Regions from separate parts of the Mus musculus genome. Here region 2 is linked to region 1. Evidence: chromatin contacts called from public HiChIP or PLAC-seq data. All regions are on one chromosome and are shown on one strand. Each heading gives the region's core, a stretch centred on a gene start, on an enhancer-like site or on the middle of the called end of the contact. The rest is flanking DNA. Distances are from core to core; before and after follow the strand shown. Region 1 overlaps BC039771 (cDNA sequence BC039771). Region 2 overlaps Rin2 (Ras and Rab interactor 2).

The links. HiChIP or PLAC-seq counts read pairs in DNA pulled down with a chosen protein or histone mark.
Region 2: a contact with region 1 is called in an H3K27ac HiChIP or PLAC-seq map of microglia, with 3 times the contacts expected there. The contact joins two enhancer-like sites. A contact is called at or near these places in 1 of 15 datasets of contacts at CTCF or cohesin (the NIH/3T3 cell line), 1 of 484 Hi-C or Micro-C datasets (bone marrow-derived macrophages), 1 of 115 datasets of contacts at active chromatin or transcription factors (microglia) and 2 of 9 other capture datasets (adipose tissue and liver).

Annotation. Positions count from the first base shown.
Region 1 is chr2:145,739,007-145,743,757 of GRCm38.p6, forward strand. All of the region lies in intron 3 of BC039771 (cDNA sequence BC039771), which reads left to right. Among named protein-coding and RNA genes, the nearest start is that of Gm34513, 18 kb to the left of the region's middle. Within about 2 kb of position 1,930, at least 25 of the 459 cell types and tissues checked have an H3K27ac peak or open chromatin away from gene starts, as enhancers often do. A contact at or near this core is called in bone marrow-derived macrophages and microglia, where this site is marked.
Region 2 is chr2:145,820,900-145,825,650 of GRCm38.p6, forward strand. Rin2 (Ras and Rab interactor 2) reads left to right here. Exons shown (of 13, transcript NM_028724.4): 3 at 1,366-1,466; 4 at 1,711-1,862. The coding sequence starts at 1,840. Among named protein-coding and RNA genes, the nearest start is that of Rin2, 37 kb to the left of the region's middle. Within about 2 kb of position 2,087, at least 101 of the 459 cell types and tissues checked have an H3K27ac peak or open chromatin away from gene starts, as enhancers often do. A contact at or near this core is called in bone marrow-derived macrophages and microglia, where this site is marked.

The sequences.
Region 1 (4,751 bases), core at 680-3,179:
TGTCTGCACACTGAGATTTGAAGGCTGAGTCAGGGTTGTGTTTCACCCTAGGGAGTGATTTGACCCCCTCTGAGTGAAAGTGGGTGCATGGAGGTGAGACCTACTTTGCGCATCTCTGCACTCCCTCTAAGGCAGCTGTTCTCAAACTGAAGGTCATAAGCCCTTTGGGAGTCAAACGACCCTTTCACAAGGGTCACCTACAACCATCAGGAAATACCGATGTCTAAATTATGATTCAAAATAGTAGCAAAATTACAGTTACAGAGTAGTAGCAACAAGAATAATGTTATGGTTGGGAATTACCACAACATGAGGAACTGTGCTAAAGGGTGGCAGCATTAGGAAGGTTGAGAACCCCTGCTCTGACGGCTGCTGCAGAGCACTGGCTGAGTTAGTGATAATGCTTTAAAAGTTGGACCCATGTTAGGCTGTAACTGGGTCTGTCCCCAGTTGACATCTCCCTTTCCTTCCTGGAAAACTAAGCTTGCCGCAGAGACTCGAGTTTCTAAGACCCTCATCAAGGAGAATCTCATTTCCCATTGGCTGAGCATGAGATGAGTTTAGGCTTACCAACTTAGGGCTTAAATGTACCCAGCGCATCAGACTTACTTTACCATGAACATCTCTCAGGATGAGTCAGGTATAGTTGTTATTTGTGGATTGCATTACTAACATGTTTGTCTAATATTATGGCCAAGATGGATGAGGTGGGTATAGACTTACATGGCATCCAGGTTCTTTTCTTCTTGGTTCCCTTCCTGAGGCAGGTGACTGTGTCACATAGGTGATTTTAGGTTCTTTCTCACACCAGATCTCTAAAATGGATTGTCAGGCTCCCTAAAACTTAGATCTGGCTCTCTGTGACACAGGGTTTATTTGAGGTTCTCTTTGAGATAGGATCTCTCAATAATGCTGACTTGCCTGGGATTCACTGTGTGACCCAAGCTGACCTTGAGCTCACAATTCCCCTACCTCAGCCTGGGTTGAGAGTCCAGCATCTGCCCCATTGTTGTCCAGCACCAATTCAATTATTTCAAGCGCTTAGAGACAATCACAAACAGTGCTTATGTGATTTCTTTTTTAATATCAAACATGGCTTCTGACCGCTCCAGAAAGGCTACGGAAATGCCTAAGGAGTGTCCAGCTTCTCCCTTGCAACTGCCCCAGTGACCTTAGAATTCAGCCTACGTAGTAAAGCTGGCTTCCTTTCCAGTCTTACCATATTTATTTGATCCTCTTACGTAAATTAGACACTCTAATGAGCAAAGTGTTTTGATTTGCTTTTCCTGCTGCTTCTGTTGATGTTACCATGGGCCAAAAGCATATTTACAAAAATCCCTTTACTTTTACTGAGCCTTGGTTTTTGTTTTTGTTTATGGTTTTGGTTTGGTTTTAATTAGATAAGATTCCCCTTTTCTGGGTGTTTCTTTTCTAGAAATTATCCATCTGATCCACTGAACTGGTTGGAGTCTACTGGTGCCTCTGGAATCCTTACTGGCCTTTCATCCTGTGAGTTCATTGTGATGTCTCTGCAGACACAATAGCTGAGTGCTGTGTCCCTCAGTAATTTACTACCCTGTGCAGGTGGAATCCAGACCCTATTAGCAATAACTTTCCATTCTTCCTGTCAGAAGGGACACTTTGATAGACTCCAGGTCTTTCAGGGTTCTTGAAATCTTGGCTTGTATAGACAGAGTTTGCAGCCTGACCAGGCTTCTCACCCCTAAATATCAGCAGCACATAGATGAGTGAGAATCTGCCCTCACAGGGCCCATCACTTCTGCTTCTGCCTCAGGTTCCTCCTTGTTCATTGGAAATCAGTCAAGAATAGAACTTCTCTCATTCCTCCGTCAACTGAGGATTGGGTCTTTCCGTGCGTGAGTTAGGTCAAGGGTGTGTCATATGTACTTTTTAATTATATCAGTTCCATGGGAACATGTAGGGACAGTTGTATCCCACTTCCACTTGTGTCTTCTGTCTTTGAGACTGACTTACACAGCAGGGTGAATCACATACTTCCTCTATTGACAATGACAGCACGTCATGTAATTTTTCTCTTGCAGTACAAGAACTTCAACCTAGGGCCTACTGCCAAACTACAGCCCCGGCCTGTTTTTTTCACCTTTGGATTTGGAGATAGGGGCATAATGAAGTTGCCCAGGCTATCCTTCAACTAAGTTCGCATTCCCTTTCAACCTCACTGACTTCTGTGAGGAGCTGTTGAGTGGCTCATTTATTCTACCATCCCTAGAGCCACGCTTGCCTTACTTCAACCCTACACTCTCTTAACCTGCCTTGGTATCTCAGATTCCCTTTGCTAATTGGCACCTTGGTAGGCTTATCTGGTGTGAAGCCCTAGCAGATATTGTAGGTAGAAGGAGGGTAAAGCCTGGGAATATCACTTTGGGGTATTGATTCCAGATGTGTACCTCATCAGAATCACAGATTAGCTGGGGTCATAACGGGAGGACACCTACATGGAGGAAGGGAACGCCTATGTGTGCTGAGAGGCTCCTGAAATGGCCACCCGTCAATAAGAAGTTCACAGAGGCCATGATTGATCTGCTTCTTGAGGAATATATTGGTGTCTTCCTGGTGGGTACCTATGATGGACATGCATGGAAGAATAAAGTAAGCAAATGGCTATGGGAAACTTAAGTAGGTGTACTTAACAAACAAGAGGAATTTGTTAACATGATGAGATAAAGCCCTTCCCCAAACCCTAGCCCAAATTATATATATCCTGGGCGCACTCATGATGAACCCTCTTTAATAGCCTCACTGAGGAAATTGTACCTCCTGGTAAAAGGGAAGTCCCTGGAGTCCTAGAGTTCTAGATTGCAGAGGAGTAACCCATATTAGAGTGACCAACCTACTTAGCATGCCGGGCTTCCAGAGAAGACCAATCACCCCTGACTTACAGTGATTTTTTTTTTAATTTTTTCACTTTGCTATAGAATAAAAGTGATAGAATTTCAGTAGAAACAATACTTTAGATTTTGAAATTTGATCTTTTCCTAGGCTACCAATACACAATCCAGGACTGTTAATTGTTCTTCTGCAGGCTGCTGGCTTTCAGTGTCTCAAGCACCCTGAAGGCAGGCCGGGCTCTGTTGTGTTTTGTAGTTTAGATATGTTTGACACATTTTTCAATGTGATATTTTCAGCTTGCAATAGGCTTATTGGACTAAACCCTATTGTAAGTTGAGGAATATCTGCCTTGTGTTTGATGAGAAGGCACTGTGACTTACAAAGTGACTGAAAGTCTGTATATTAGCAAGGTTTGTATGCATGCAGAGGAATTGCTCCAGCTGGTTTAGGTAAAGAATGGTACCAAAGAATAGGACTCTCAGAATCATGGATGGACCATGAACTGAGCATCCTAAGTGGCTCTCACAACAACATAGCAGAATTGCCCAACTTACAGTCCAAGAGCAGGAAGATGCTGTCGGGATCACGTCTTTAGCTGTTGCTCAGTGCCACACTAGTTCGACCTTGGTCCCTGACTACCACATGGATGCTTGTTCTTATCCCAGATATGGGGTCCGGTTTCCAGCAAAGCTTTGCATGGGCCCATCTGTTTCATCAGAGCCCAGATAATGCGACCACACCCCAGCAATAAGAAGCCAGGAAACAAGGGTTCTAGTGTCTTATGTAGCACTCTAGATTAGAAGTTTAGGAGTTACCCCTTAAGACCTTAGATGTAGGGGTGTGCTCACAGGATTCTGGGCATGCGCAAATGATAGGACTCGGCCTTCAGGAAATACATATTAAAAGGATGAGGACAAAGGATGAAATTTGTATGTTTAAGAACCATTTTGGTGAAACCCCTTAGTTTTTTTAGTCAAAGCCAACCTCCATGACTTCATATGGGGCCATGAGATGGCTGGTTTCTTCAGTTGTCCCATAATAAGCCCCCTGCAGTCTAACCTCTGCCTGAGTCTGCTTCCTGGAGCCCCATCCTATTATACTCAGCATCTGTAGCAACCACATAGGCAGATGCCCACATGCCACGTCCCACGCCAAGAATGTGCAGCTGCCAATTGCTCCCCGCCAGGTAATGTCTGGTGTCTGCTGCTTGGAAATGGCTTCAGTCATTTAAAAACTTGGTGTAAATTTTTACATAATTTTTTAACCTGAAAAAGTAATTGGATTCTAGTTAAATATGCACATGGTAAAGCACTTAGGGTAAAGTATAGACATGTGCCTTTTTTCTTTCTTTTTTTTTTTTTTTTTTTTTTTTGAAATGCACCAAAAATAGGATGAATCATCAGGATCCGAATCCCAGCCTAATGGCTTTCCCAGCTGCCCCAGCTGCCCTCCCCATTCCACTCTTCTGGCATTTCCCGGAGTGAAAGTTTTACACACTTAATGTGATGCCCATGACCCCGGAGGACCCAGATGAAAGGCTGCTGTCCTGAGTCTCGCTCTTACTGTCTGTCTTCCGTTTCTAGATGAGGAAACAGAGGCACGAGGTCGCAGAGTTGAGCTGGAACACTGACCTCTGGCTTGGCTCCGCTCCAGCTCCATCTAATTTCCTAAGAAGCTGACACCTCTAAGACAGTGTTCAGGTGGTGTGAATCAGGCAGATGGCATCCGCATCCACGGGTCTTGGGGAGTAGTGATCATAGCACTGATAACCTAAGTTCATCATGTGGGTGGGAGCTGCAGGGCTTCACACACCTCATGCAGTAGAAGCTACTAGACCACCTTGTGGATAAAGTGTTACAATCACACCCTCTCCCCACTTT
Region 2 (4,751 bases), core at 837-3,336, 82 kb after region 1:
GAAGAGGTCACAGTTATCCCCTAGATGTCTCCAGGGTCTTCCCCAACCTGAATTACTCACTCCTAGCCTTGAGCAAACTCCCCACCACCACCACCCCATAACATGTCTCCATGCTTTTATGGTTTAATTTCAAGATTTTATATTCATTTGTTCACTCATTCAATCATTCATGCAGGTGTGAGGATTCCCATGTTGTTCAGTATGGTCTTAGTCTTCTGTGTTCAAATGATCCTTCTGCCTTTACCTTTCATGTAGCTGGGAGCAGAATGACCCACTGGCTTCACATTTATCATCTTAAAAGGCTAAGCTAGGCATAGTAGTAGCTCATGTCTAGAATCCTACTGTTCAGGAGGTTGAGACAGGAGGGTTGCCTTGAGTTGTAGGTCAGCTTTGGTGTACACAGTCAGTTTCAGACCAACCTGAATGACCTAGCAAAAAACCCTTTCTCAAAACACCAAATCAAAAACTACAGTGAAAGAGAGAAACTGAAGCAGGAGGATCTCAAATTCAAGGCCAAATTGTCATACTTAGTGAGTTCAAGGCTAGCCTAGGCTACATGGTAAGGCTGGCTCTTCAAGGCTAGCCTAGGCTACGTGGTAAGGCCTGGCTCACTCAATGACTCAGTTAACTGATCAATGAAAACTGGAGATACAGCTCAGGTAGAATATTTACATAGTGTGTATGAGGCCTGGGTTTATTCCTAGAATCTTGCCAAATTTGAATTTGTAAGTACTGCATTGTTTTCTTGTCTATTTTTTTTTTTGAACCAGTGTCTTGTTGTGTAGCTTAGACTACTTTCAAATCTTTATACCCCTTCCTCAGCCTCTTGTTGCTAGGATTATCGTTGTGTGCCACCATGCCTTGTTACACACACACACACACACACACACACACACACACACATATATATATATATATATATATTTTTTTTTTTTTTTTCCTGAGACAGGGTCTCACTCTGTAGCCCTGGCTGGTCTAAAACTCACTATGTAAACCAAGATGGCCTCTACCTCACAGAGATCCTTGAAATATTTCTTTTGACAAAAATGAGTTTGGAGACCTGGTTTGAGTAGGATTTATTTATTCTTCTATATTCATGTTGAGCAACCCAAGCTGGGTGTCAGAATCTTTTCCTTATTACAATACTGAAACCCCAGCTCTTTCCCAATATCAAAACCCAAGTCCTTCCTCTTTTTAAAGGGGACCTGCTCCTCCCCCTTTATTTTTTCCTCTGGTTAGAGGAAATTCACAGAGCCAAGATTTAAAACTGGGGGTAGGAGGGTCATCTGTTGAGGGCTCCCTGGCTTTAGGAACACGGCCCGCCTCTTCACTTCCTGACGTCATGCTATTTTTGTCTCTGTATAGCTCATTGACACGATCGCCTCGGAGATCGGAGAACTGAAACGGGAGATGGTGCAGACAGATATCAGCCGGGAAAATGGCCTGGAACCTTCTGAAACCCACAGGTGATCAAAGACAAAGCTAGGTGCTTGTTGCAGCGAGCTGGGGGACGCAGAGAAGCTGGTGAATGAAGAGGGCTGGCAATCCTGTCACTCCTTCAAAGTTTGGGCACTGGGAGTGTGGTGATACCACCAGATGAAATTCTCTGTAGGAGGTGGGAGTGGCCTAGAAGCTCCTTGCCTGCTTGTTTATTTTAATTGCTTTGAAGGCACTTGAACTTTCTACCTTCTTGATTCCTCCTGGCACCAGAACCGGGAAATTGTCAGTCACGTATCACAGTGATGGAAAGAGTAATACAGCGGACCTTCCGTGCATGAAGTAGAATTCAGTATAGCCCTGGAAGTCTCCAGAAGGTTTAAAGGGGAGCAACTAAAGAGGATGGACCCATTTTGCATTCTCAGGTCAGAAAAATCCTCAGATCTACAATAGCTATTAACCTGAAAAGCCATCAGGGGGTTTATAACTAAATGAGGTCATAAATGGCTGTGCCAATTTGGCATGCTGCATACTCTTTGAATATGTAGGAGGGGCTGGTTTTGCACTGGAAAATTATCTTTACAGGGGTCAGAGGTGAGGTTGTAGGTTGAAGGTCAAACCTCTTAGCTCTTTGATAGAGCCTTAGTTGTTGGCAGAAAAGCAGAAGGTCATTGCTACTGAATGATGGGCGTGTTGGTTGGGGCCTAGAAAACCAGGTTCATCACCCCACCCCCTCTTCCCTGCTTGAGGCTGCATGGAATAGTACAAAGTTAAGATTTATTATGTGAGTCTGCTTGCAAGTCACAGGACACGCAGACAAACCAGGTGACACTGGTTGCCCAGGCAAGTTTCAAACCAGCCTGACTTGTTCTCTGCCCAAGACTGAGGGAGGGGAAAAAAAAGCCACCAATCAAGGGAGGCGGTTGCTAGGCAGCTAGAAGGTGGTGCTGGAGCTGCATTTGCCTTAGCTGGGCAAGTTCTAGGTACCCTCTACTTCCTGGCCATTTCTACAAAGTAGTGGAGGTAGACCAGGTGTCCTTCCATGCTTCTTGGCTTTTAGTGCTTTCTTTATACCCTGGTGTGAATGGACTTTGATTAGTTACATTGTTTTCTCCCATAAACTTGACACACATGCTCAGTGCACAATGGTTTTCAGCTAGAGATTTTCCCCCCATCTCATATCCATAGTTCAAAGGCTATTCTTGGAACTTTTGTGCAGGGTTGAGCTTTAGTCTCTGCACTGCTATATGTAAGCAAAACTGGAGTCTAGGCTGATAAGGAGTAGAATTTAGTGACATTTGTTTTGTCTATGTCTAGGAGAAATGGAAACCATGTCCCCAAGCTCTGCAGGGGACAGACACAGAGTGAAAAAGATCTCCTCTAAGTATAAGTCACAGGGGTTATTAAGGTTTTGGGGGGGGGGTGGGCTGCAAACCATTGAGATCTTACTTCCTGACCTCAGCAGATAATAGGGTGAGAGCTGGAGTTCATTTAATCACTAACATTGCTTGTGTTTATTTGTGGTGCATGCTGAGTATATGTTGCACTTCTGAGGCTCACTACACTGAGTATACCACACTCCCAGCCCTAATATCTCTTTTCATCTTTTTCTTTCCAAATTTAAGAATGATCAAAAGTGTGGGACGTGACTGGTCATGGTAGTGAATGCCTTTAGTCCCAGCAGAAGTAGAGGCAGGCAATCTCTGTGAGTTTGAGCCTAACCTGATCTACATAGCAAGTTCCAGGTCAGCCAGAGATACATAATAGATAAACCTGGTCTCAAACAAATCAGCAAACAAAACCAAAAAGAATGACCAAAAGTACACCACAATAACATATTTGTTCAAACTAATATCCTTGGATACTGTGTTCATTAACATGGAATTTACTCATTTTTAGAGGTACCTTACTTGCCAGACATAGTAGCAAATATTTGTTTTATAGATAGATAGATAGATAGATAGATAGATAGATAGATAGATAGATAGATATAGCGAGATAGAGATAGAGATATTGTGCTTATTATGTGTTGGCCTCAGGAGTTTGAAGCTACCAGCCCATTGTATCTCCTAACTATTATAAAAGACAGAGAGAGGTCCATTATTAAGCTTGTTCTACTCATGTGGAAATTGATAATGTGGCTAAAACATCAAACCAACAATTCTTGGTCATTAAGATTTTTTAGAAGCAGTGACTGCTTTTAATTTATCCATTTTCCCAATGGAGGTATCAGGAGAGCCAGGCAACAGGGAGGTAGGAAAAAGAGACTTTGAGTTGTTTCCAGAACGAAGAAAGACATAGCCATGGGTACAAGACCACAATTCCATCCTGGAGTTGTATTACTGCTGTAGAGAAAAGTGGTTGAGCACACAGAACTTGTGATCCTGAGACTTCAGGGGCTGAGGCAGGAGGATGGAAAGTTCAACCTAGAAAGAGGGAGAAGAGGGAAGAGGGAGAGAAGAGAAGGAAGAAAGGAGGGAGAGGGAGGAAGCTAGTTAGCAGTTCTACCCTTTCTAGGGAATTGCTGCTAGTTTTCCAGTGCACCAGATGTAACAAATGCACCCTTGTCACCTTCTTCTGACATCCTTCTCCATAAGTATGAGTCTGACAGGGCCTCTCCTGTCCCTCCCAATAGTCATTGCAAAATGCCTGAACTTCCTCAATTGATGGAACCTGGGGTTAAATACCAAGCTAGTTTTCCTAGGCAGTAAAGGACCTCTATTCCCTTGCTTGGGTTAACGTTTTGCTACTCCATGGTTAACTCTGAAATGTTCTCGCAGTCTTAATGTTTTCTTGTGCCGTGGACTCCTTTTCAGAATAGCATGTTTAAGTGTATTAAATCAAATTTGATGGCATGACATAGGAAAAACAGCTATGCTTGAAAACCAAATGTACAAATGTACAGTGTACAAATGCAGTATTTCACAGCAGACTCGTTTCTTTACTACTGCAAGTGGGACCAGCGATGGCTGTCATCTGAGCAGAGAGGAAGCTCTGTTCCTAGTGTGACTGCAGAGTAGGCACCTCTGGGTTCTGTTGGCAGCAAAGGCATAGCCACTGGGATGCTCTTGCATTATTGTTGCCCACGCGCGCGCGCGCGCAGACACACTGGAGCCAGTAGAGGCCAAAAGTCAACTCTGGGTCTCTTCCTCTGTTGTTGTCCACCTTATTTTTTCTGAGACAGTTCCCTTTATGAATTTGGATTTCACTGTTTCAGATAGACTAGCTGGCCACTGAACTTTCAGTACCTCTCCACCTCCTAGCACTAAGGATAAAGGTACGAGCCACCACGTCCAGCTTTTACATGGGTTTTG